Regions from separate parts of the Mus musculus genome. Here all the other regions are linked to region 6. Evidence: chromatin contacts called from public HiChIP or PLAC-seq and promoter capture Hi-C data. All regions are on one chromosome and are shown on one strand. The core of a region is the stretch at or near the end of the contact, and the rest is flanking DNA. Distances in the headings are between cores, read along the strand shown. Region 1 holds the start of Mrpl10 (mitochondrial ribosomal protein L10). Region 2 holds the start of Nfe2l1 (nuclear factor, erythroid derived 2,-like 1). Region 3 holds the start of Copz2 (coatomer protein complex, subunit zeta 2). Region 4 holds the start of Ankrd40 (ankyrin repeat domain 40). Region 5 holds the start of D030028A08Rik (RIKEN cDNA D030028A08 gene). Region 6 holds the start of Phospho1 (phosphatase, orphan 1).

The links. Promoter capture Hi-C pulls out the DNA fragments that hold promoters and counts their contacts. HiChIP or PLAC-seq counts read pairs in DNA pulled down with a chosen protein or histone mark.
Region 1: a contact with region 6 is called in a promoter capture Hi-C map of liver, with 2.9 times the contacts expected there. The contact joins the promoter of Mrpl10 here to the promoter of Phospho1 in region 6. A contact is called at or near these places in 3 of 39 promoter capture datasets (the C10 cell line, hippocampal neurons and liver).
Region 2: a contact with region 6 is called in an H3K4me3 HiChIP or PLAC-seq map of embryonic forebrain, with 5 times the contacts expected there. The contact joins the promoter of Nfe2l1 here to the promoter of Phospho1 in region 6. A contact is called at or near these places in 7 of 39 promoter capture datasets (the 3T3-L1 cell line, the C10 cell line, the HPC-7 cell line and 3 more), 6 of 115 datasets of contacts at active chromatin or transcription factors (bone marrow-derived dendritic cells, bone marrow-derived macrophages, embryonic forebrain and 3 more) and 1 of 9 other capture datasets (adipose tissue).
Region 3: an H3K4me3 HiChIP or PLAC-seq map of embryonic forebrain shows a contact between it and region 6, with 5 times the contacts expected there. The contact joins the promoter of Copz2 here to the promoter of Phospho1 in region 6. A contact is called at or near these places in 4 of 39 promoter capture datasets (hippocampal neurons, liver and pre-B cells), 4 of 115 datasets of contacts at active chromatin or transcription factors (embryonic forebrain, embryonic hindbrain, neural tube and 1 more) and 2 of 9 other capture datasets (adipose tissue and pancreatic islet).
Region 4: a contact with region 6 is called in a promoter capture Hi-C map of liver, with 5 times the contacts expected there. The contact joins the promoter of Ankrd40 here to the promoter of Phospho1 in region 6. A contact is called at or near these places in 4 of 39 promoter capture datasets (the C10 cell line, hippocampal neurons, liver and 1 more).
Region 5: a contact with region 6 is called in a promoter capture Hi-C map of liver, with 5 times the contacts expected there. The contact joins the promoter of D030028A08Rik here to the promoter of Phospho1 in region 6. A contact is called at or near these places in 3 of 39 promoter capture datasets (hippocampal neurons and liver) and 1 of 9 other capture datasets (liver).

The regions. Positions count from the first base shown.
Region 1 is chr11:97,038,932-97,042,847 of GRCm38.p6, reverse strand. It overlaps Mrpl10 (mitochondrial ribosomal protein L10), which reads right to left and starts at 1,266. Exons shown (of 5, transcript NM_026154.3): 1 at 1,196-1,266. The coding sequence starts at 1,247. It overlaps Lrrc46 (leucine rich repeat containing 46), which reads left to right and starts at 1,479. Exons shown (of 8, transcript NM_027026.2): 1 at 1,479-1,765; 2 at 1,876-1,981. The coding sequence starts at 1,744.
Region 2 is chr11:96,827,559-96,831,604 of GRCm38.p6, reverse strand. Nfe2l1 (nuclear factor, erythroid derived 2,-like 1) reads left to right here and starts at 1,637. Exons shown (of 5, transcript NM_008686.3): 1 at 1,637-1,786; 2 at 3,382-4,046. The coding sequence starts at 3,898.
Region 3 is chr11:96,848,254-96,851,893 of GRCm38.p6, reverse strand. It overlaps Copz2 (coatomer protein complex, subunit zeta 2), which reads right to left and starts at 2,018. Exons shown (of 9, transcript NM_019877.2): 1 at 1,898-2,018; 2 at 1,153-1,221. The coding sequence starts at 1,999. It overlaps Mir152 (microRNA 152), which reads right to left and starts at 1,501; the gene lies at 1,429-1,501.
Region 4 is chr11:94,325,493-94,329,575 of GRCm38.p6, reverse strand. Ankrd40 (ankyrin repeat domain 40) reads right to left here and starts at 1,575. Exons shown (of 5, transcript NM_027799.2): 1 at 1,189-1,575. The coding sequence starts at 1,322.
Region 5 is chr11:96,942,288-96,946,201 of GRCm38.p6, reverse strand. It overlaps D030028A08Rik (RIKEN cDNA D030028A08 gene), which reads right to left and starts at 2,056. Exons shown (of 6, transcript NR_003293.3): 1 at 1,988-2,056; 2 at 1,109-1,357. Pnpo (pyridoxine 5'-phosphate oxidase) reads left to right here and starts at 2,183. Exons shown (of 7, transcript NM_134021.2): 1 at 2,183-2,471; 2 at 3,668-3,792. The coding sequence starts at 2,334.
Region 6 is chr11:95,822,379-95,826,209 of GRCm38.p6, reverse strand. It overlaps Phospho1 (phosphatase, orphan 1), which reads right to left and starts at 1,710. Exons shown (of 3, transcript NM_153104.3): 1 at 1,501-1,710. It overlaps Gm38958 (predicted gene, 38958), which reads left to right and starts at 1,799. Exons shown (of 1, transcript NR_164195.1): 1 at 1,799-2,255.

The DNA of each region.
Region 1 (3,916 bases), core at 17-2,516, 1.2 Mb before region 6:
GTGAATACCTGAAATCCGAGTTCAAGATCAGCCTCACTAATGAGACCCTGACTCAAACTGCAAAACTAAGGCCTGCGAGACGACTAATCCAGTGCAATAAATGCACTTCCCACCAACTCTGACAACCTAAACACAACCCTTGGAATCCCCCTATGATGGAGAAAAGAAAAAGAGGCACGCAAGCTGCCTTCTGACCTTTTTGTGCCCAATAGCACAAAATGATGATAATAGGAAAAGCTTGGAAGGTCCCCTCTGCACCCAAGGACATTCTTCAAAGCTCTGAGCCAACGTGACTCTTTCAACCCTAACATAAAGACCAATAGCGTCGTTTTGTAGGGAAAAGATCAGCTAGAAGACTCCAGGTAATATAGAGGATTGCCAGGGTGAGAGGTTTTATGGTTAAGGGCCACAAGAGCTGTTACGAGTGCCTTTGGGATGAGATGGGGCTGGAGAGATGGCTCAGCGGTTAAGAGCACTGACTGCTCTTCCAGAGGTCCCGAGTTCAATTCCCAGCAACCGCATGGTGGCTCACAACCATCTGTAATGAGATTTGATGCCCTCTTCTGATGTGTCTGAAGACAGCAACAGTGTACTCACTTACAGAAAGTAAATACTTCTTTAAAAAATAAAAATAATGCCTTCCTCCCAAGGTGCCTTTGCTTTGAAGCAATGAGTACAATCCTACAGTATGGTGTCAAATTTACCCATTAAATGCCTGATGCCTATTAACAGCAGACACCACAGCTGAGATGGACACAGTGAAGTTTAACAGATCAGACGAGACACGTGCATAAACAAAACTAGACTGAATTGATAAAAGTAAATTTCACCAAAGAACCTGCTCTTTATGGAGAGAGGGTAGTTGAGAGAAGACTTGAATCTGTGTTTGGGCTAAGACCTTAAGAAGGAATACATAAATTTTCTGGAAAGGACTCTCCGGGACCAGGAGTAAGAACTGAGCGAAGGGTTAGAAAAATCCAAAGCGAGGTCCTGTGATTCCCGGCTTGGGGGGAGGGGCTGTGGAAGGGATGTCACCGGCAGGTAATGACCCAGTCAAATCAGAGATCCGGCTAGTGGCAGGGTCTCCTAGAGCTGTCGACGGTCAGAGATTACGGGAAAGGTCAGAAGGAAAGGAGGGTGGCGAGGGCTAGAGAGCGCCATCCTGCGTGCAGGGAGGCCCTGGGCCACTCCTTACCCGCCCGGGGCGGGAGACCTCCACGGAGGATCCCGGCCACCGCCGCAGCCATCGCTACAGGAAGTTCCCATGCGCGCTGCGCGGAGACGGAAGTAGCTAAGGATTGTGGGGCAGCAGTAAAAAAAAAAAAAAAAAAAAAAAAAAAACAAAAACCCGGGCCCGGAAATAGTGGGCGTGGCGCCTGATAGGGCCGCTATGCGCATGCGTGGAGCTGGGCCTCTTTCTCCTCTTCCCCCCCTCCCCCCGTTCCGTCAGACCTGGCGTCCAGTCTCCTAGCAACGACGCGAGACCTCAAGGAACGGTTCTTTCTATTCCTTCTGGTCCTTTCAGTTTAAGGCCAGTAAAGCCACGCTACACACCTCTAACTCCAGATCCTTCGTTCCCATTTACTCCTATTTTCCACCGCACCCCCAATAATTCTCAGAACCCCCTGCCCTTGTCTCCTCAGTCTTCCCTCCAACCTGGGTTCAACCAGCCCAACCGTCTAAGCTTCTCTGCTCGCCTTCGTCCATCTACCTGCCTCAAGCAGCCGCTGTTTATTTTAGATCATGCCAGGAGACGAGCAGGAAGGTGAGTTGACAGAACAGTTGGGCAACAGTGAGGTCGGTCGGGTTTCCAAAAAAAAAAAAAAAAAAAAAAAAAAATGAACCCAAGGCGACAAAAGGCTCATCTTTCCCCAGCTAAGAAAGCTGCCCAGAGAACCGAGGAAGGTGTCCACATTACTGAAGCCCTTATCACCAAGCGGAACCTGACCTTCCCTGGAGATGAAGACCTGTCAGAAAAGATGTGAGTGGACAGGAGAGAAAGGGGTGATAGAAGGCGGGAACAGTGACGTCCAGGTTGCTGAGCTGTACTGACTTTGAAACTTTCTCTCCTTACTTACTCCACTTACTAATCAGTATTACTTTCCGGTTGGTTTTTTTACTTTTTTTTTTGTTTTGTTTTGTTTTGTTTTTTTCGGGACAGGGTTTCTCTGTGTAGCCCTGGCTGTCCTGGAACTCACTCTGTAGACCAGGCTGTCCTGGAAATCAGTAATCCACCTGCCAATGCCTCACAAGTGCTGGGATTAAAGGCGTGCGCCACCACCACCCAGCGGTTTTTACTTCTTGAAGACGATTTTTTTCATACATCCTCAGCTGCCTTGGAGGTCACTACCTCACCTCTTAGCAAACTTCAAAATTCTCCGCCCAGTTCCCAGTCTGGCCTTCCCATACTGCTGTTACACCATTGATTGTTATAAATGATAAATCTAATTACTCCCTGGTAGAAACTTCCTCAACAACCTACTACAGCCAGAGTAAAATCCAAATAGCATTAACCAACCTTATTTACAGCTACATTCTGCAAGTGTGCAATTCCTCATACCATGTTCTTTTTTTCTTTTCTTTCTTTTCTTTCTTTTTTTTTTCTTTGGTTGTTTTTTGTTTTTGTTTTTTTTCCGAGACAGGGTTTCTCTGTGTATCCCTGGCTGTCCTGGAACTCACTTTGTAGACCAGGCTGGCCTCGAACTCAGAAATCCGCCTGCCTCTGCCTCCCGAGTGCTGGGATTAAAGGCATGCACCACCATGCCCGGCTTCTTTTTTTTTTTTTAACATTCTTTTTTTTTATTATGTGTACAATTCATTCCAGCCTCCATGTCAGAAGAGGGCACTAGATCCCATCAAAGATAGTTATGAGCCACCATGTGGTTGCTGAGAATTGAACTCAGGACCTCTGGAAGAGCAGCCAGTGATGCTCTCAGCCTCTGAGCCCTCTCTCCAGCACTCATACCATGCATAGTCTTGCTTGGCATCGCCTGAGAGCTTGCCTTGTTAGAAATGAATTTCCACTGGGGATATAGCTCACTGGACACAACCACATAACCTAACTAACACACGCTAACAACCACAATAACCTGGCTGTGGTATAATCCTGGCCCTCAAGAGGTCGTGGCAGGAAGATCTGAAGTTCAAGCTCATTCCCCACCGCTACACAGAAAGTCTGAGGCCACCCAGGGTTACACGAAGCTCTTTGCCTTTACCAGAAAGAAAGAAGGACACCCGCTCAAACCTACTGAATTAGAATCCACATCTTACAGTACCCAAAGGATTCGCAGGCATATGCAAATTCAAGACAAGCTGGATTAGCACATGCATGCACGGCATTGTCCCCCTCCCCCTTCCGCCTCTCACTGCCTATGCATTGGTCACCTCTTCTAGGACGTTCCTGACGCCCCCAGTGTGGAGTTGGTACATGGTCCATGTACCCACTTTTGTGCCTCTGGCATCCACCTGTCATAGTTATCTTGTTGGACTCCCTAATAACGATGGCCGAGGGCCTACGTCATTTTTCCCGAGGACACTCAGTAAATTTGGAAATAATGAGCATAAGGATAGAACAAGTGATTTCTTTCCATAGCCATTAGAAAGGGAGAAAGGTTCTGCCAGGAGACATGAGTCTTTCTGCATCTATCCTCACCCCAGCCTTGCCGCCACCATCCTAGGAAAGCTGCTCTTGTTCCGAATCTCCAGGAAGCATGGACAGCCACCTAGCAGCTTTCCAGAAGGCCCCTGTCAGCTTGTGCTTGGCTTTCTCCGCGCCACCACTGGAGAGCCACGTGTCTGAGACCAGCCAGTCTCATGACTTAGACTGGTGTCACGAAGCTGTCCTTGACATCTCAAAGCCACTCAGCCCTTACCCTCTTCCTTTCCTTGAGTGAGACACGTCTCCTCTTCCCTCCCT
Region 2 (4,046 bases), core at 388-2,887, 1.0 Mb before region 6:
ATGTCTGGATTGTACAGGGAAGAGCCTGTGGGGAGTCTGTGTAGAGGGTGAGTATGCCAGGTAAGGACTGAGGAATGCTGGGAGGACCTGGAGGCCAGGTCTACTTTGTAAAGTAAAATAACCCCTCTGAAACCCAACACTTGTAGCCCTGGCTGATCTTGAACTCTTCGTACATGAGAATGCCCTTGAGTTCACAAAGATTCCAAGAGTGCCAGGATTAAAGGCATGGGACACTATGCCTGTTGTTTTGAAGACCCAACAATTAATACACAAATGTCTAGTTTTCATAAATTTTGTATTCTAGTAATTTATTGGGACACACTAAAAAACGATGAAGTAAAAACAGTCTTTGAAAGTGTTAACTAGCTCAAAATAATTTGTTTCCATTTAAAAAGGTATGTGGTAGCTTAATAATTTTTGTAAGAATCAGTTGAATTCTTGGTGCATATTATATCTGTGAAACGTACTTTACATTCTGAGAACCCCTCCATATTGGTGCTAACTCTCCTAGCACAGCGTGAAGTGAACTTATCTGCTGCATTATCAGTTGGCCTTGTCCTTAATTGCACAAGGACAGCGAATAATGAACTGTCAACTAGATTATGGCCTCTTAAAAGGAGACAAGAACTCAGTTGGCATCTCACCTCTGTCCCACAGCTACACAGTACAAACTTCAATACAATGATTTCCTACATGTGGTCTTCGGACCAGCTGTATCAGAATTACTTATAGGGAACGTTATCAGGCCCCTACCACAGGGTCACTGAACAAGAATCTCACAAAGGCTTTGTAATTTGGAATCTAATAAATGATGTTGAGAGCACACTTATATTTGAGTCACAAAAAATGTTTTGGTACTATAGTTGTATGGGGAACTCTGGCAACGATGGAACGTTCCTGAAAAGCAAAAACTAAGCTGTGTGCGAGGTTAGAGGAAGGGGAGGGGCTCTTCCCGGTGTTTCTTTGATGGCAAAAACGAGTTACTATGTCCTATCTATCACACTACCAACATTTCTCTAAGGCCCTCGTCTGCCCCGCAGTTTCCACGACCTGACTGTTGCCTGGGCTACAAGATGCCACCCTTCCTGCCTGACGAACAGGTTACACCAGGCTCTAAGGCAGACAGGGGGTACCGGTTTCCGTTGCCAGGACTCAAGATGGCGACACGAACGTCGCGACCATCAGAGCCACATGCTCCGTACTCCGCCTCGGCCCCCCCCTCGGATCTCACTGGACTTTTACAAGTCACCGTGGGGACCCTCAAGGACGGAATCTCGGGCTCCGGCGTCAATGCTCCATTATCTGCCTTAAAGGACCGCATTCCTAGGCACACAATGAGCTAGAATCACCTAACTTACAACACCGCCCACCTCCAACCCGCAGCGGAGAGGTTCAGAATGCCGGACACTAGGGCCTTCGCCTCACTCATTGGTGGGTCCATACCGGGGGGCGGGCCTGCACACTCATTGGACTTCTCTCCACGTCAGTCTCGGGAGGACTGTGCCGAGTGGGCAGACACAAACTCGACTATTGGGTTTTCTTTGCTGTCAATCAAAGTGACATCCGGTGACGACTCTAGTCCCGGCTATCTGATTGGACCAACTGTTTCTGGGGTGGCCGTGGCGGGCGGGTTTCCGAGTGCAGTGGAAGGAGGGGGCGGGGAGGGAAGCCGAGGCTGGGCGCTCCAGGCCGGCCGGAGGTGGCGGCGACGGCGGCGGTGGCGAGGCCGGGACTTGGGCTGAGGGCCTGCTGTGGCGGCAGCGACAGACTGTGACCTCAGCAGCGGGTACCTGCTCTAATTCCCTTCCCCAACGAGATAGCCGCGGTGCAACAGGGCCGAAAGCTTGTGGGATAAGGGGCGGCGAGATGTGGTTGAGGAGCAGGAGGCGGGACCCGGGAGGCCGAGAGGGGTCTTGATCGGGCTCGGGCCCTGGACACGGCCGGAAAGAAACGCGGGGCCGACCAGAAAGCGTGTTCCTGGGTGGGCTGGACTGAGAAGGGCCGAGGGCATGGGAGGGCGTGGTGAGGCTGGGCTCGCGAGCGGGGTGGGGCCTGGGGAACGGAGGGCGGGGTGAGGCTCGCTTTTAAGGGTGGGTCAAGGCCAGCAAAGTAGCACTTGTCGCTCCGTGTCCCAGAAAGCTTGGAGGCGCGTCGGCGAGAGTGGGCATGGCAGCTTGGTCTCATCCAGACTCGGGTACGGCAGGGTGGGACCGGACTGGGGCCGGAGCGCTCTCTCTTTGGCCTTGTGGGCTTTGAAGAACTTTGTCTGCTCTCTCAAACTTTAAGTGGCTCTTGGGAAGTTTTAGTAGTAAATTGCGCGAGGACGGGCGGGTTTCAAAAGCAGGGATGTTTACTCAACCGAATGAGGGTATTCGTGGGTGTGTGTGTCTCCTACGTGTCGCTCCCACTTCACCTTTAGAGCGAAGTTGATAGTGGGCCACAGTAGAGGAGTTTAGGAATTTAATGGAAGCTCAAAAGTAGAAATCAGAAATGGGAAGGCAAATTTACCTTCTCCCCACTTGGCAAGTGAGATCGAGAACTTGGCCATATCCTTCTGCTTTGGCTCAGAAGGTCATGTGAATAAAGCTAAAACCTGTGAATTCAAATTCCAGGTGGAGCACGGCTCCACAATCTTCCACTGTCCTCCTGTACCCTACCCTGTTCTTTTATTTTGCCATACTGGGGATTGGACCTAGGGCCTCTAACCAGGCACCCGTGATCTGTATCCTTGTCCTGGACATTCTTTTATTTTACTATTGAAACCAGGCTGGTCTTAAACCCCTGATCTTAACGTTTCAACGTTCTGAGTGGCCTGTGCTATTAGGCTGGTCTTTTATTTAAAAAAATAAATTAATTAATTAACGAATGAAAGAATGATAGGAAAGGGGAAATGAGATTTCAAAAGTTGGAATAACAAAAAGGCATATGAAATGGAGGCCTGAACATTTTCATGTATTTTTTCACAGTCTCTCAGTAATAATCTCTGTCTTCTCTTTAGAGTTGGAAAGGACAATGACATGGGAAACCAAATTTTTTTAAGGATAGGAAATGGACTTCTTGTGCTAAAATTAGAAACTGGGTAATGTGTTCTATTAAGAGTGTTGGTAAATGAGACAAAGTGTAAGAAAGTTTTGAATGCCTTGCACGCACAGTCTGCTTCAAATAAGACCTTTTAGGAAGTGTGGCAGATTTAATATTTAGTATTTAGGGTGCTTCTTTCCTTCCTTTTCCTTTCATAGTTGGCACAGCAGGTTTGGCTTGGCTTTTCCGTGTAAAAGTAACCTTTACACGTGTTTCCTACTCTCTGCCCGAGCTTCTTACCCTGACCATGAAGTGAAGAGTGTGGAATCTTATCTTGTTGTTCTGTGATTCCCATTTCAGGGTTCTCTGGAAACCCCCCTGGTAAGTGCAGAGGAGGCGGGACACTCTGACCCAAGACAAAGACCTGTAGCTCCAGCCAAAGAAAATAAACCTTAGGAAGGAGAAGGGGGGGAAAAAAAAAAGGAGGAAAGAAAGACTCCATCAGCTGTTGGTGTGAGCAGCCTGCAGTGGATCTCCATAGAGGACAACTAATGTGAATCCGAAAGTGACTGTGTATGGGCTGTGGTGAAGTAAGTTGAGGGCCCTGAGCGCCTGGACTGTGTTAGGAACGATCGAACGGCTCAACTTTGCGAGGTGAGGTGTCAAAAAGGGAAAAGTGAATGTGGCTTTCGCTCCACGGGGTGTGCTGTCGTCTGGGGCCGTCAGGGAGCTCAGCCCTTGTGTTGTGCCAGGGTGGGGTCCAGGGTCTGGCACTGAGGAGGGTAGCCTGCTGGCTGAAGTGGCAGAGCAGTGGCCTTGATTTGTCTTGTGGAAGATTTAAAAACAAAAAAGCATAAATATTCTGGTCCTTCAGCAATGCTTTCTCTGAAGAAATATTTAACGGAAGGACTTCTCCAGTTCACCATCCTGCTGAGTCTGATTGGGGTTCGGGTGGACGTGGATACTTACCTGACCTCACAGCTCCCCCCTCTCCGGGAGATCATCCTGGGGCCCAGCTCTGCCTA
Region 3 (3,640 bases), core at 769-3,268, 1.0 Mb before region 6:
TGTTTTTTGGGATTTGAACTCAGGACCTTTGGAAGAGCAGTCAGTGCTCTTACCAGCTGAGCCATCTCGCCAGCCCTTGTTTGTTTATTTATTTATTTATTTATTTACTATTGAGTTTTTGCATTTGTTTTTGAAACAGGTCTTATTATGTATCCCAGGCTGGCCTCAAACTCACAGAGATTCACCTGCCTCTGTCTCCCGAATGCTGGAATTCAAAGCAAGCACCATTGCCTGGCCTTCAAGGTAGCAGAATTTTAGGGCATTTTTCTTCCTTTCTATAGTCTTTTCTTTTTCTTTTTTTTAACATTTATTTATTTATTTATTTATTTATTTATTTATTTATTTAGTGTGTGTGTGTTTTGTAGAGGGACAAGAATAGAGGTCAGAGGACAACCTGAGGAATTTGCTCCTCTTTCAACTATGTGAACTCAGGACCCAACTCAAGCTGTCAGGCTGCTTGGCAGCCTTACCCACTGAGCCATCTGATCTACCCTGAAACTTAGCTTTAAATGTAGTTTTAGCTCATCTCACCCAGGCCATGTAGAATGGATACCGGATAACTGAATGGGAGTTCGAGGAAAACTACCTGAGCCTCACATCTAAATCCTGAGTCCTGGTGGCAATCGTGAGACTAACCCTGTGACCTTAGGCAACTTACTTAGCGTCACTAGACTTCATTGTCTACATCTGTGAAGTGAAAGAGGGAGACTAGATGGTCTCCCCAATCGCACCTGATTCTACTACATTATTATGCTAAGTCCTTCGTGTTTACCTAGCTGAAATACACATAGGCGACTTTGTCTACTCGGATTAGGAACTCAGATCCCTAGGACGCAGGCTCAACTATCCACTGATCCCTTTGGTGGAGCGTCCCACGCCAAGGATGCAGCTGGCCAGGACAAGGACAAGGAGAAGACTCGCCAGGGAACATGAGAAAGAAACCGAAGGGATCCCCACTCACGCACCCAGCCCCTCGCTGTTAGACTGATAAAGCATAGTGTGGACAAAGTGACCTCTAGAGAATCTAAGCTGGGCTGTTCTGCCACCCAAAATGCAGAGTTTCTCCTATAGGTGGAGTTAAAAGGGCTGGGTGGGGACCGCTTGTCTTGGACATATGGCACTGTCTTCGAGGTTCCAGCGGGGAGGGGTTACCTTGGCCAGCAGCCTTCGCCCGTCATTATCTAAGATGAAGACAGCCTTGATGGTGTAGAGAGAAGGTTCCTGAAAGTGACAAGGGAAAGGAACCCCTGACTCAAAGTGGACACCGAGTCAGGGCTCTATGGAGCCAGCTAATCCCCAACCCATAGCTGGTTCCAGCCCAACCCCGTGCCACATGGACCATTTCCGGTGCCCACTCCACTCCCAGACAGATGTTTCACTGCAGGTCCGAGGAGTGGGCGCTGAGTCCGCTGGGTGCAGAAGGTCCTACCGGGCCCAAGTTCTGTCATGCACTGACTGCTCCAGAGCCCGAGTCGGAGTGTATCACAGAACCTAGGCCCGGGGAACAGCGGCGACGAGCCTCCTTATGTCCAGCTGACCCCCAGTTCCAGATGCGCGCGGCCATCATTCTGGAGCAAGGGAACCCAACCAGACCACCTCGCCACTCCCACTCCTCCCTCGTCCCGCCAGAATCTCGCTTCCATCCCGGCCACCCAAGTCGGTTATAACTGCGGCGAGTTCCCCAGAACTTCAGCCCCTCCTGCGACACTCCACTCAGGCAAGGCCTCCTCGCCCGTGCGCTCCAGGACAAACTTTTTCTCCCCTTCCTGGGCCCGGGCTCCCTCTCCGGGGCTGGGCAGTGGTGGCACAAAGTTCCCAGCTTAGAAGCCCGAGGTAAATCAGTTGCCCCCGACCACCGATCCTGCTGCCCCTGGACCCCACACTCCGTGCTCCCTACCCGCTGTTCCGTGGCTCGGGTGGGCGGCGCTGCGCCCCCGGCTTGGGCGGCTGAGGCCCCCTCCCCCGGGTGCGGACGTGGCCAGGCCTCCGGCCGCTGCATTCCGCTCGCTGCCTGCACTGACAGCGCCGCCCCGCCCCGTGCCCGCCCCCCGCGACGCCGCCCCTCCGCCCAGTCCTGCGTGGCTGGCCTCTGTGTGCGTCCTCTCTCTCTGGGCGAGCTTTCTGCCCGACCCCCACGTCGTTGCAGAACCTCGTCTCCCTACTTGGATTCTTCCCTCTGGGCTCCTCTGTGCACCTCCCAGTCTTTCAGGTGAACCAGAGCCTACTCTTTTCTTCCCACTTACTGCCTCTTCTGGCCTAGGGCGCCTGTGGCTTTGGTGCACAGAGGTCTCCATGTGGCTGTTCTGGGACAGCCCAAATTTCAGTTTAGGTTCACTTTGTCCTCAGGACCTCCTAGTAGGTATCATTGGAACAAATAGTTCAAGTCACTTTTTTAAAAAAGAACTCTCTCTCTCTCTCTCTTTTTTTTTTTTTTTTGGTTTTTCGAGTCAAGGTTTCTCTATACAGCCCTGGCTGTCCTGGAACTCACTTTGTAGACCAAGCTGGCCTCGAACTCAGAAATCCGCCTCCCTCTGCCTCCCGAGTGCTGAAGAACTCTCTTTTTTTTAATTTTTGAGATTTTTTTTTTTTTTTTAATGTGAGTACACTGTCGCTGTCTTCAGACACACCAGAAGAGGGCATCAGATCCCATTATAGATAGTTGTGAGCCACCATGTGGTTGCTGGGAATAGAATTCAGGACCTCTGGAAGAGCAGCCAGGGCTCTTAACCACTGAGCCATCTCTCCAGCTCCTCAAGTCACCTTTTTGATCTCAAGACAGAGCCTGTCAGTGAGACCTCTCCACTCGGAAGAGTTCCCCGCTTCCCCTCATAGTACCTGGGGAAAAGAACCATGGGCTGAAGGACACCTCCGCCAGACATTTTTCAAGACCCAGAGGTGGATGAAGCCAGTAGGGTCACAACACACCTGAAGTCCAGCTTGAGCCTGTGGACTAACCCGGCCAGAGTATGACCACATACAGTGAGGTAGTTACTGGTGCTTGGGCAGCCAGCCATTCACAACACTGACAGATGTGTCTTATACTCGAGCCAGCGCTCTCATTGTATGTCAGAAGTCACCGTGCCTAGGGAGGTGTTTTCAGACATACCCATTGAGAGGAGTCAGACTTCGTGTGACCTTTTCAAGCTGGTTGGGCTAATTAGTTGGGTAGGAGGGTTCCACGGGTTTTCCCATTCTGCCCTTGACAGCCTCAGTGTAGAACATCACAGTCGCTCACACCAGACTTCCTTCTGCTTAAGACTTCTCTTTCCAACTTTCACCTTTTTTTGTTTTTTAACAATTACTCTTACTGATCCTTTTGTTTACGCTTTTATTTTACTTAGTAATTATTGATGAGGGGAGGGTGTGACACAGGGCTCACGTGGCGATCAGAGGACAGCTTAAAGGAGTCACTTCTCTCCATCTACCGTCTAGGTCCTGTGAGTTGGATTTACATTGTCTGGCTTGATGGCAAGTGCGTTTATCTACCGAGTGATCTTAGTGGCTTGAAAGTTTCATCTTGAATATCCTCACCAAGGGGACTGGAGAGACAGCTCCATAGTCAAGACTGTTCGCTGTTCTTGCAGGAGACCTAAGTTCAGTTCCCACACCTACCTGTAACTCCGGTTCCAGGGGGATCTGA
Region 4 (4,083 bases), core at 326-2,825, 1.5 Mb after region 6:
TTTCTTTAGGGAAAGGAGTCAGACAGCTTTCTTAGGAAATTAGGAAATCTCATTTCTGACTCTGTTATCATATTGACAATTGTGCAATCAGGGCAAGACACTCTCTGGAATTCAAATGATCTCCAGTGCCCTTTCCATTCCAAAATGTATGGCTCGATTTACTGGGGGGTTTAAAATTCAAATTTAACTTTAAACTGGCAAAAGAGGCTAGATAAGCATTACCTGAATTAAAAAAAATTAATTGTAAAATGTCAAAAAAGGGTAGAAAGAAATACCACATTCAGTAACTCGAAACTAAAGATTTAGCCGGGCGTGGTGGCTCACGCCTTTAATCCCAGCACTTGGGAGGCAGAGGCAGGCGAATTTCTAAGTTCGAGGCCAGCCTGGTCTACAAAGTGAGTTCCAGGACAGCCAGGGCTATACAGAGAAACCCTGTCTCGAAAACCAAAAAAAAAAAAAAAAGAAAGAAACTAAAGATTTGTTCATATCTTAAAATGAGACAGACTCTGTATTGGGAAGGAGGCAGATCTGCTAGCCGACTTGTAAAGCCTTGGGTAAATTTCTCTAATTGGAAATTGTACTAAGCAAACAAAACACTCTACAGGGCAGACAAATGAGTCTCCCCTCAACAGGCAGCTGTAGGCAACAGCCAATCACTGTGGCATTAAAACAACTGAGGCAGAATTATTATGCAAGTGGCGAGGGTTTTGTAGTTGTTCCTTTTCTCCTGGTCTTGGCTAAAGAAACCGTGCTGGTTTTTTAAGATTGGCATTTGCTTCGTTGCTTATGCTTTCATCTCTGCACGAAGTGTTCTTCAGAAGCGCCCATGGCAAACTAATTCAAGCTTGATGAAATCCAGAGCAGAGTCGCCGAGAATCAAAGCCTCTATGCATCACCATTTGGGCCAAGTTAGAGCCAGGGGGCGCGCGGGGGGGGGGTGGCGTGGGTGGGCTCCAGTGTCCCGGAGGGCGCTGGCCGCGGTCAACCACAGAAGAAGGTATGGTTTGGGGAGGATGCGCTCCTGACTGCACCAGGCAATGGGAGATCGGGGCCAGTCTCGAAAGGGCCACGACCTGAGAGGCCTGGGGCACCAGGCGTCACCTTCGCCTGCGTCCTGGGTCACGGCTGACTGCTCCACGCCCCGAGCTCGCAGCCCTGAACCCTGGGCCTCCCCCGCTCGCCACTTACCAGCCGTTGACCTCATTTTGCGAGTTCACATCCACCCCGCTCTCCACCAGTTTCTGCACCTCCCGAATGTCCCCCAAGGCCGCCGCCTCCCGCAGCCTCTCCTGCTGCTCCTTCTGCTCTAGGAGGGCGCTCATCTTCCCCAGGGCCCCGGGCCCCGGGCCGCCCCGCCCCGAGCCTGTCAGCGCCGCCGCCGCCTCCGCGGCCGGCTCCCGGCCATGGGGAGGGAGCGCCGGGCTCGCCCGCCCCGCTCGCGCCTCCGCCCGCGCCCGGCCCAGGGCCTCGTGCGCCCGCCCGCCCACCGACAGCTCCCTGGCTGCTCGCGGCCCCGCAGGCCCAGGCCTCCTCCCCCACCGCGCCTCCGAAGGCCGGCTCCGGGGGACCCTATTCGGTGTGACAACATTGACCTAGATACTTTTCGTTCCCACCCGCGGCCCCGCCGCCCCGGCCGGCTGTTTATGTAACCACCGCACTGGATTATCTGCTGTGATTCATGGGCTATTTTTAGAGCTCCCACCCGGCAGCTTCCAGCGAGGAGGACAGACACAGGAATAGTTGCGAGGCGGAGGGATCCGACATTGTCGTTTGAGAGCCAGAAAAGCCTTATCCTCAGGAGCAGGCTGTTTAGCAGGCATTAAAAATAATTGGTGGGTTTCCACCCCCACTCCCCCAAGATTAGTTAGCTCTTTTTTTTTTTTTTTTTTTTCCATCTGAGCCAATTTTTACCCAGCAGGACGGGAAATGGGCTGAAAAGGATCCTACTATAATATGCCCATTATTTGCAGAGATAGATGACACTGTTCTTTCTTATTTTTGTCAGTGCTTGGGACCATTCAGCTAGAATATTTATTTCAGCTGTTACTGTTTTTATTTTACCCTTTATCGGTTTTAGACAGAAATTCTTCCAACTTGGCTTTCATGAAGATTAACATTGATTCTAGTTTATAAAATGCAACTCGTTATAGCTTATAAATTATAATTAATTATTCTGAAAGTCATCTAAGGAAAGACGGAGGGCGGGGCGGGGCGGGGGCGGGCGGGCGGGGGGAGCTCTTTGTCATCCTAGTCCTGATTCCAGGCACTGAGGGTAGAGCTATGGTGTGTTCATAAACAGCCGTGTGCAGTACTCCATGCCTAATCTAGTTAATGAGGCTCAGAGCCTTGGTTGGCACTGTTCTACTACCCAATGGGACAAGCAGAAAATATTGTTTTGCTGAGCTCAGGTGCCTTGGAGAGATCCCTGATGTGGCACTGGTGAGAACTTTGCAGATGGGGTGAAAAGATTAAGGAAAACACCCTGGGGAGGCAGAGAGGAGGGCCTGAACAAAGCCAAGATGAAACAGGAAGGGGTACTTTTAGGTATAGCGTCTTTATTTCCATTCTTCGGGGTTGCCCAGGGCACACAGCATGCATTTGTCTTGTTACTGCTTAAGAAAAAGCAACGTCTGTTTATTATGATACAGTAATTCACACAGTACACACTGCACACCAGGAGTGATGAATATCAACTGACTAAACACTTAAATTGACCCCGGTGGCAAATTGGAACGCGGCTTGAGCCTACACTTGGATTTGTTTCCACAGTTTAAAATTTAATTCTCGGATCCAACATAGTGCTCCATCTGAGGCTGATGGGAATGGCATTGAAACTCAGTCTTTAACACAGTCTGAGGGACAAGAAATAGCAGTCTTTTTTTTTTTAAAGGCAATTTAAAAAGATTGTAGCAGGCTGGTGATTTGGCTTAGTGAAAGAGTACTTACCCAAACAAGGCACAGGGTTTCATCCTCAGAGTGGTAACAAACAAAGTCAAACAGCAGCAATGACATTAAATTAGGTGCGCTCCAAAATTCATGGTTTTTTGTTTGTTAAATTTTCTTTCCTTAAAAGAATTATATCGGGCTAGAGAGATAAGCCAACAGTTAGGAGCATTTGTTGCTTTTGTAAACGAGGCCCAGGATTTGATTCTCAGCACCAACATGGTGGCTCTCAACCATCCATCCGTAACTCCAGTTCCAGGGGATCAGATGCCCTCTTCTGACTTCTTCAGGTTTAAGCATCCACATGTGCACATGCATACATGCCAGCAAAACACATGCACATGGAAACAAAACAAAACAAATAAAACTGAAAAGGGAGCCAGGCAGCCACTTTAATCCCAGCACTTGGGAGGCAGAGGCAGGCAGATTTCTGAGTTTGAGGCCAGCCTGGTCTACAGAGCGAGTTCCAGGGCAGCCAGGGCTATACAGAGAAACCCTGTCTCGAAAAAAAACAAAAACAAAAACAAACAACAAAAACTGAAAAGGGAAAGAAACAGAAAAAGAAAGGCGACTGACTGTGAGCCAGAAGAGTACACCAATAAGCATGACCAGCTCAACAGCCCTGCCTCTGGGTTCCTGCCCTGCCTGACAGCCTGCCTTGGCTTCCCTTGATAATAGACTACAAGTTGGGAAAAAAAAAATGGCCGGGCGTGGTGGCACATGCCTTTAATCCCAGCACTTGGAGGCAGAGGCAGGCGATTTCTGAGTTCGAGGCCAGCCTGGTCTACAAAGTGAGTTCCAGGGTAGCCAGGGCTACACAGAGAAACCCTGTCTTGAAAAACCAAAAAAAAAAAAAAAAAAAGAACTAAGAAGTGGATGGTGATGGCACATACCTTTAATTCCCCAAACTTGGGAGGCAGAGGCAGGCGGATTTCTGAGTTTGAGGCCAGCGTGGTCTACAGAGTGAGTTCCAGGACAGCCAGGGTGATACAGAGAAACCCTGTCTTGAAAAACAAAACAAAACAAAACAAAACAAAACAAAATTGGTGACCTAAGACAGGATCCAAGCTTAGGTCCTCAAGCGCTCTTAGCAAGTACCTTTCTGTCTGAGCTATCTCTTTAGCCCTGAATTCACTTTTT
Region 5 (3,914 bases), core at 807-3,306, 1.1 Mb before region 6:
ATGCATCAGCTGTTACTGGCCACCTTCCCTCTTCCTAAACACCTGTTCCACTGCCCATCTGGCAAATACCCTTTAAGACAATCTTCAAGGGCTGGAGAGATGGCTCAGGGGTTAAGAGCACTGCCTGCTCTTCCAGAGGTCCTGAGTTCAATTCCCAGCAACCACATGGTGGCTCACAACCGTTTGTAACAGGGATCCAATACCCTCTTCTGCTGTGTCTGAAGACAGCGACAGTGTACTCATTTATATAAGATAAAAAAATGTTTAAGACCGACCATCTCCAGTCGGCTCCCACAAGGAAGCCTTTCTGCACTGATTGGCCCCCTTCGGTTCAGTTTTCCTTTGCCTAACAGGACCATGCTAACCACCTGCGACTCTCTCTGGCTCACAGACCTGCCAGTGTGGCCAGGAATCATGCTATGGCCTTCACTTTGGTACTGTAAGACCTGGCTCAATGCCTAGCCTAAAGGCAGTCTCTGGTAAATGTTTATTGAATGGATAGGCTATATAAATACACATCTCATGGTTGTTGTGTGGTTTTGTTTTTTGGTTTTGGAGGTTTTTTTGTTTTGTTTTGTTTTGGTTGGTTGGTTGGTTTTTCGTTTTTTTGTTTGTTTGTTTGTTTTTCCTTTTTAAGGCTGTGCAGCTGGTATTAATCCCATGATCCTTTCCCTCTGCCTCCCAAGGGCTGGAGTCCCAGCTGTGTGGCGCCACACCCAGCTCATGATCCTGTCTTGGAAGTCTCAGTACCTAGGAAGCTCTTGCTCCAAAGAAAGAGCAGCCCCGGGAATAGAAAAAGAGAGTGGACCTTATAAGGGATGCTGATGACTAACTACTACAGTCCACTGCAAGAGCCAGACGACTCTCCCCATCCTGCTCATGGGAGAAAACGACAATGCACCAAAAATTCTAGGCTAGCCTCACGTTTACTATGTAGCCAAGGCTGGCCTTAGTCTAAGTGCTGAGACAACCGGCAGGCATGCACCACTTTTCTCAGCAAGCTTCCTTCCTCTTGCTTCTGTGCAGCAGATTGCGCTGGCTCAAGCTGTAGACAGAGGATAATGAGTTCCCACTGCAGACACCAAGGCAGGCCAAGAAGGTCTCTTACCTGGCACAGTGCTGGGTGCCTGTCTACATGGCTCTTGGGGCTCCCACTCCGGATACTGGTAGACACCAGGGCTACAGAGTCATCTTCCACCACGGGCTGCCCCAGGCAGATCAAAGCTGGAAGAAGCGTTGTGAGGATTTCCTACTTCTCTCTCAGCCAGACATCCACCACGTGAAGTCAGCGTGCAGGCGCCGCACCTGTTCCCTGTATCCTTGGCTGGCTATTGCCAAAAACTATGCCTCCCACTACCTAGAAAGGAACAACAAAGAAATAAAAACAGCAACAACAACAAGAAGAAATATGAAAAGGAGGAAATAACCAAGTTGAAAGAGGTTTAGGAAAGGGACAGCCCTTCCATCTGTTAGAGCAGTGGCTAGTAGTAACTCCACTGCATTGGGTATAGGATGCCCTGAGCCCAGCCCAACCCTTAGGAAAGGGTTACAAGTTAGAAGGGAAGACCATTCTGCTCTGGGGTAGCCTGATTCCAATTTCTGTCTTCTTTCTATTCAGCTGACTCCCTTCTCGCCTCAGAGTCTCCTTCCTGACCCCAGAGTGCTTCCCCAGTCCCCAGAGTATCAGCCCACCACCACGACCCTCAGCACCTGCCCTGCGGTTTACAAGGCAGTTTCAGTCTCTCCTTACTCTCAAGCCACAATCTTCTCCCTCAGTCTCTCCCTGTGTCCCTAACACCTTTGCTTCCGAGTCCGGCCCCCAAACCATGTTTTCTTGCCCAGTCTTCCAACCTCCGCTGCGCCAGGAGGGGATCCCTGCCCTACGTTCTTCTTCAGTAGCCCGCCACTGGCCGGCCACTTACTGCGGACCTCTCCTCTCCAGCCCCGAGACTTCGCCCCGCCCTCGCCTTGGCTGCTGTCCCTATACCTTTAACAAACCTCCACGTGCTTCTTAAACGGCGGTGACAGCATTTCCTTGTCTCTCTGCTCCCGCCCCTGGAGGCGCTGCCCATTGGCTGCTGGGTTCCTTCATTCCCGCTCTAATTGGTCTCGCTCCAGGTAACTCAAACCAATAAGCTCTCCAGGTATGGATCCCTGCTCTGGTCCTGGACAGCTATTGGTTGATCCTAGGCACCTTGGTTCCGAGAACTTAGGACTTACTAGCTTGTCTGGGGCTCTAGTAAATTCTTCCTTCCCAGGCTAGACACACAGGCTGAGCAATTGGTTCCGAACCCAGGGCCAGGCGACGCTGGGTCACGTGGCCGACTGCTTACATGACGTGCGGGCTGCTGAGCGTCACTGTGACGTTCAGGAGACCTGCGAAGTGGACGGGCTACCTCCGTCACCTGTGCTGTCGGGGTGCAGTCATGGACCTGGGACCAATGCGCAAGAGTTACCGCGGGGATCGAGAGGTGCTGCCGCTGCCGCCGGGACACGGAAAGGGGGTGTCCCTAAATTAGCAAAGGGTTGGAGGAGCGCCTTGTGCTTTCAGGGGCCACTTACAAGGCAACGGGATTTAGGGGTCACCCTGATGGGAGAAGAGGGTTTCAGAGACAGCTACTGGGGAGGGCCTCAGGGGAACCGTGGATTAACGTGTACTCATAGACCCCTTGACATCAGAACCCACCTGTGTTGGAACCCAGCCCTTTTCTGACTGTCTCGCTGTGGACAATTTATGCTCTTTGGGCCTCAGTTTATCCACCTGTAAAGTGGTGATACCTACTTCACAAGGATGCTGTGGGTTTGGGGGTTTTCTCATTTTTTACATTTTTATACATTTAGAGTGTACATGTGTTTATACATGTATGACAGGCGACAACTTTCAGGAGTTTTTTGGTTTTTGTTTTTGTTTTTTTTTTTTTCCCACCATGTCGTAGGTCACCAGGAATGAACTCAGGTTGTCAGGTTTCGTGGTAGATGTCTTTACCAGTCTATATTTAGGCATTTGTAAAATGCTTAAAACAGTCATAAACGTGATATAAATTTATAAAGGAGCGGAAGCTGGGCTTGTAGCTGAGTGTTGTGGAGTCTTGCCTGGTGTGTATGAGGGTTCTGGGTTCCACCTTTGGCACCAAATGAACTAGGCACAGTGGATCCAGAGTTCAGGGTCCGGCTACACAGTGAGTTCAAGGCTAACCTGGAAGCTCTTCGTTTTAACCTCCCTCATCATGATCTTCTCCCCACTCAGGTCAGGGACCAAGAGATCAGTTCTGGGATTGGGATCCAGAGCTACAGTGGCCAAGTGTGCTTATCCGTGAACATCTGCAGGAGTGCTTGACTGAGATGTAGGCTCTTGTGAAACCTTAGAACTACTTCATGAAAAAGAATGAGGTGACCCACAGGAACTTCAGCACACTCCAGCCCTGGTTCATCCCTTCCTCCTTAGGAGACTCAGGGACTTACTGGGCCGTTTTATGCCTGTTTCACCATCTGTAAATGGACATAGAACCTACTTCCTGAGTAGTGTTTTGTTTGGTTGGTGTTTTTTTCTTTCTCTCATGGTCATCATTATGATGGCTAAATGCATTTACATTTGAAAAACATCTCAGCCCATTGCCAGGCACAGAGTAAACATTGTTCATTCGCTGACATCAACCTCTCTTTCTAGGCATTCGAGGAGACTCATCTGACCTCTCTGGATCCCATGAAGCAGTTTGCTTCCTGGTTTGACGAGGCTGTTCAGTGTCCGGACATAGGAGAAGCCAATGCTATGTGTGTGGCTACCTGCACCAGGTACACACAGCCTGGGGCCTCTGTGTGGGTGGGTCCAGATGGAGATTAGGAAGTGCTCTCAACATTATTATATCTTTAGTTCCGCTATTAAAGCCAGCCTTCTCTGAGCCCCAGTAAACCAG
Region 6 (3,831 bases), core at 461-2,960:
CAGAGGCAGAGGCAGAGGCAGAGGCAGAGGCAGAGGCAGAGGCAGAGGCAGAGGCAGAGGCAGAGAGGCAGAGGCAGAAGCAGAGAGGCAGAGGCAGAGAGGCAGAGAGGCAGAGAGGCAGAGAGGCAGAGAGGCAGAGAGGCAGAGGCAGAGGCAGAGGCAGAGGCAGAGGCAGAGGCAGAGGCAGAGGCAGAGGCAGAGAGGCAGAGGCAGAGGCAGGTGAAACTAAGTTAGAGGTCAGCTTGGTCTACAGAGTGAGTTCCAGGACAGCCGGTACTACACAGAGAAACCCTGTCTAGAAAAACAAAGCAACAAAAAATTCTGTGTGACCACCAGAGTCCCCGTGGAGAACAGGACAGGACCTTTGAGTTTCTCCCACATGCTAGAGCAGCCAGGAGGCAAACTTTTGGGGGCTGAGGGAAGTCCTTTTCTAGTCTCATCTAAGATCAATGTTTGCAGCCCTGATTCCCTATCACAGCCCCTGCCTGCTCCTTTGATACAAATACTTTTAGGTTAGATCTGTGGGAAGTCGGGGTAGGGGTGTGTGTGTGTGTGTGTGTGTGTGTGCACTAACTTAAGTCTAAGCTTGAAATTCTCCTAATGGGGGAGAGGGTAGAGCCCATAGGAAAGTTTGGGGAGTTTTCCACAAGAAACATGCAGACTGAGAGTGGGGGTGAGCACTTAAAAACTGTCAAGCCCTCTCTGCTTCAAGAATAAGTATGCCCATCACTAGAAATTAGATCTGACAATTAAGCTAGGATTCCTGCCCCCAACACTCGCAACTTCACAAACTCCTTTCTTGTTCATTAACCCGTAATGGGCAAGGGAGGGGGTGCAGAGAGGTCCAGCTTACATCACACAGCATCAGAAATAGGATTAAAACTCAGGGATCTCTACTGCCTCTTGAAGAAATTACCTGAACTCCGGAGGCTCTGTATGTTCCCTGTCCTAGCTAGTCTGCGCCCCGGTGCCAGTGAGGAATCTGGGACTAGGCGTCACCTCTGGGGTCCCCTGCCTGGGGTGGACAAGCAGAGGTGATTCTTACTGGGTAGGGGCAGGGAGATGGCAGCTGCCGGTGGGGTAGCAGGAGAGATATTTTTAGAGGTGACTGGAAAGCAGGCACTCTGGCACACCCCCAGCTGGCGGGCGCTTCGCTCTAATGCGGGCGGGGGGTGCGTAGCTCGGGGAGAAGGAAGGACTTGTGGGTGGCGGGGAGCTATGACAGTCCCCGGAGATGAAGGGACACTGGGTACCATTAACCTGGGAAAGGAGGGGGTTCAGTTCTCTGCCCCTGGGACTACCCCACCACCAAGCACATGAAACACACTCAAACTACACACAGCCCCCACCCCAACATTTAGATCGCGGTCCTCCCGGAGCCCAAGACTCATGCGGGGCAGCAGCGGTCACGCTGTCTGTCCCAGCTGAGTTTGGAGTGGAAGTAGTGGGAAGGGGGCTACTTAAGGGATTTAGGGACAGGATGGAGCAAGGGGTGCTTACGGGATTTGGGGGGTACGCGGTCTTATCCACCCCCGGATTTCTGAGCTCCGGCTCACGAATCCCTCCAGCCCCGAGGGACTGTGGATGATGTGCTTCTGCTCCGTCCCTTCCACCTGCCCCCCATCCTCGGGGCCGCCGCCGCGTCCCCTTTAAATGCCGGGGAGCCAGAGCCCGAGCCGCGGCGGGCGCTGCGGCAGCCGCAGCACCCGGGCCCACCGCAGTCCCCGCACGTCACAAGCGCCCAGCCAATCACCGTGGCGCCGGCGCACATCAAAGGGGCGGGCTGCCCGGGAGCCACGCCTCCGGGCTGTCCCGGAGGCCGCGCGAGCGGCCGTGAGACTGGGCGGGCGGGACGGGTGGAGCGTGGCGCGTCCCGTCCGAGGAGCGTGGGTGCGGGGCACCCTCTGCGTGCGCGTGGGCACGTGCGTGAGTCAGTGTCACACTGCCCGCCTCCTGCTGGGCTCGGCGCCAGGACTCTGCAGGCAGCCCTTCCACCGCCCGGCTTCCCTCCTTGTCGCGGGACAGCCGGGTGACCGGCCCGCCAAGCAGCCCTCCCTCCATGTGCTCCGAGCTCGCCCTCTGCCCTTCCGGGAGGAGTCGCGGCATCCTGCCGAGTCCTCGGAACCCTGTCCCCAAATTACCGGGTACTCGGGCTTGCCGATGGAAAAGCTCTCCCAATCCAGCACCGCCTAAACTCGGAGTTGGAGAACCGACACTTGAGCACTGTGGTGCAAATAAAACCCGCTTTCTCCCAAGTTCCCGCTCTTCCTCTCTGGCGAGCTTTCCCTTCCTTCCCACCCCTCAGAACACTAGATTACGATTAAAAGAGAGGAGGTGAAACCTGCACTTTCTGAACCGGTGCGACGAACCCAGGAGAAAAGACTTGTCCAAGAGTTCGAACACAAGGACACCTCACTTCAGTCACAGAACAGGATCTGTGGGTGAGGAGGTGCACCCTGGCCTGGGTCTACCTTCAACTCTCCTATCATCCTCTAGCTTTGAATACCAGAGCTCCGTGCTTCCACCAGCAGAAGGCAGATTGGCAGAAAAGTTGCCGATACGATGGACCACCCGCCCAAATCTTTGAGGGCGACGTCTCCATTGCCCCTGCTCCCTCTCTAACACGCCAGCGCCCCTTCACCTCTTTCCTGAAGTCCAAGGGCTACCGGTGTTTATTCTACCTAGCTCTACCTAGCGGTGCTCAGGCCCTGGGCCTTTTATCTTGAGTCGGGGTGGGAGGGTGGGTCTCTTATAATTTGTTGCTACCTATTCTAGGCCCGACCCTGAGCTCCTAAATCTCCTGCTTCCATGTCCAATTTGATGGATTAAAGGCCCGAGTCCCCACACCCTGCAATCCCTCCTCTTAAAGAAGCAGTTTCATCTCCACACCCTTCTCAAAGACAGGCTCACACAGCCTTCATCATCTGTGTTGTATCTGTTCTCGGCCCTCCAATGCCCCCCAGACCCCCCCCCCCTTTGAGACAGTTTCCTGTCGCCCAGGCTAGTAATGGGCCTTGCTGTATAGTCCAGAATGACGGTCTACTCCCGAGTTCCTGCCTCTACCTTCTGAGCGCTGGGATTAAAGGCATGTGTGCCACTATGCCCTTTCTTAAACCAGCCCTAGGTGTACTTGAGGGGAGTGGGTAGATGGCTGGAAAGATTTGAATGTCTGGATCCATGCTCCCATCCTTGTTCTCCTTCCAAAATGATGCCACTGAGGCTCTGAAGAAATCGAACTGGGAAGAGCTAACCCAGCTTGCTTGGGCTATCCAGTTGATGAACCGTAGCGTTGGAGTTCCAACCCAGTTTGCTTACCCATGACCTCATACTGCGCCTCTCCCTTGTCACTTTTACTCTTTTTTAAGTAAATTGAGGGCAGAGACCATGTTTGCCTTTGTTGTTGTCTTCCAAAAGGGCAGGGTTTCTCTGTGGAGCTCTGGCTGTCTAAGACCTCGCTCTGTAGATGAGGCTGGCTTTGAACTCCGAAATCAGCCTGCCTCTGCCTCCCCAGTTTTGAAGTTAAAGAATTGGGCCACCACCACCCGATCGATCCATGTCTGTTTTACTCAACACTGTGACCCAGACCCCAGGATTTAATCTGGACACTGACACCTCTAGGCCTTAGATGTTTGTTTTTTGCTGGCTCTGGTGGTGGCACTCACCTTTAATCTCAGCACTTGGGAGGCAGAGGTAAGTGGATCAAGGTTAGTCTGAGTGAGTTCCAGGATAGTCAGAGCTAATCCCTGTCTTGGAAGAAAAAAAAATCTGATTCTCTTGCAAAATTTCAGCCTCCTTTCCAAATTCACTGATACAGTCAGAGAGTGCTGGTAG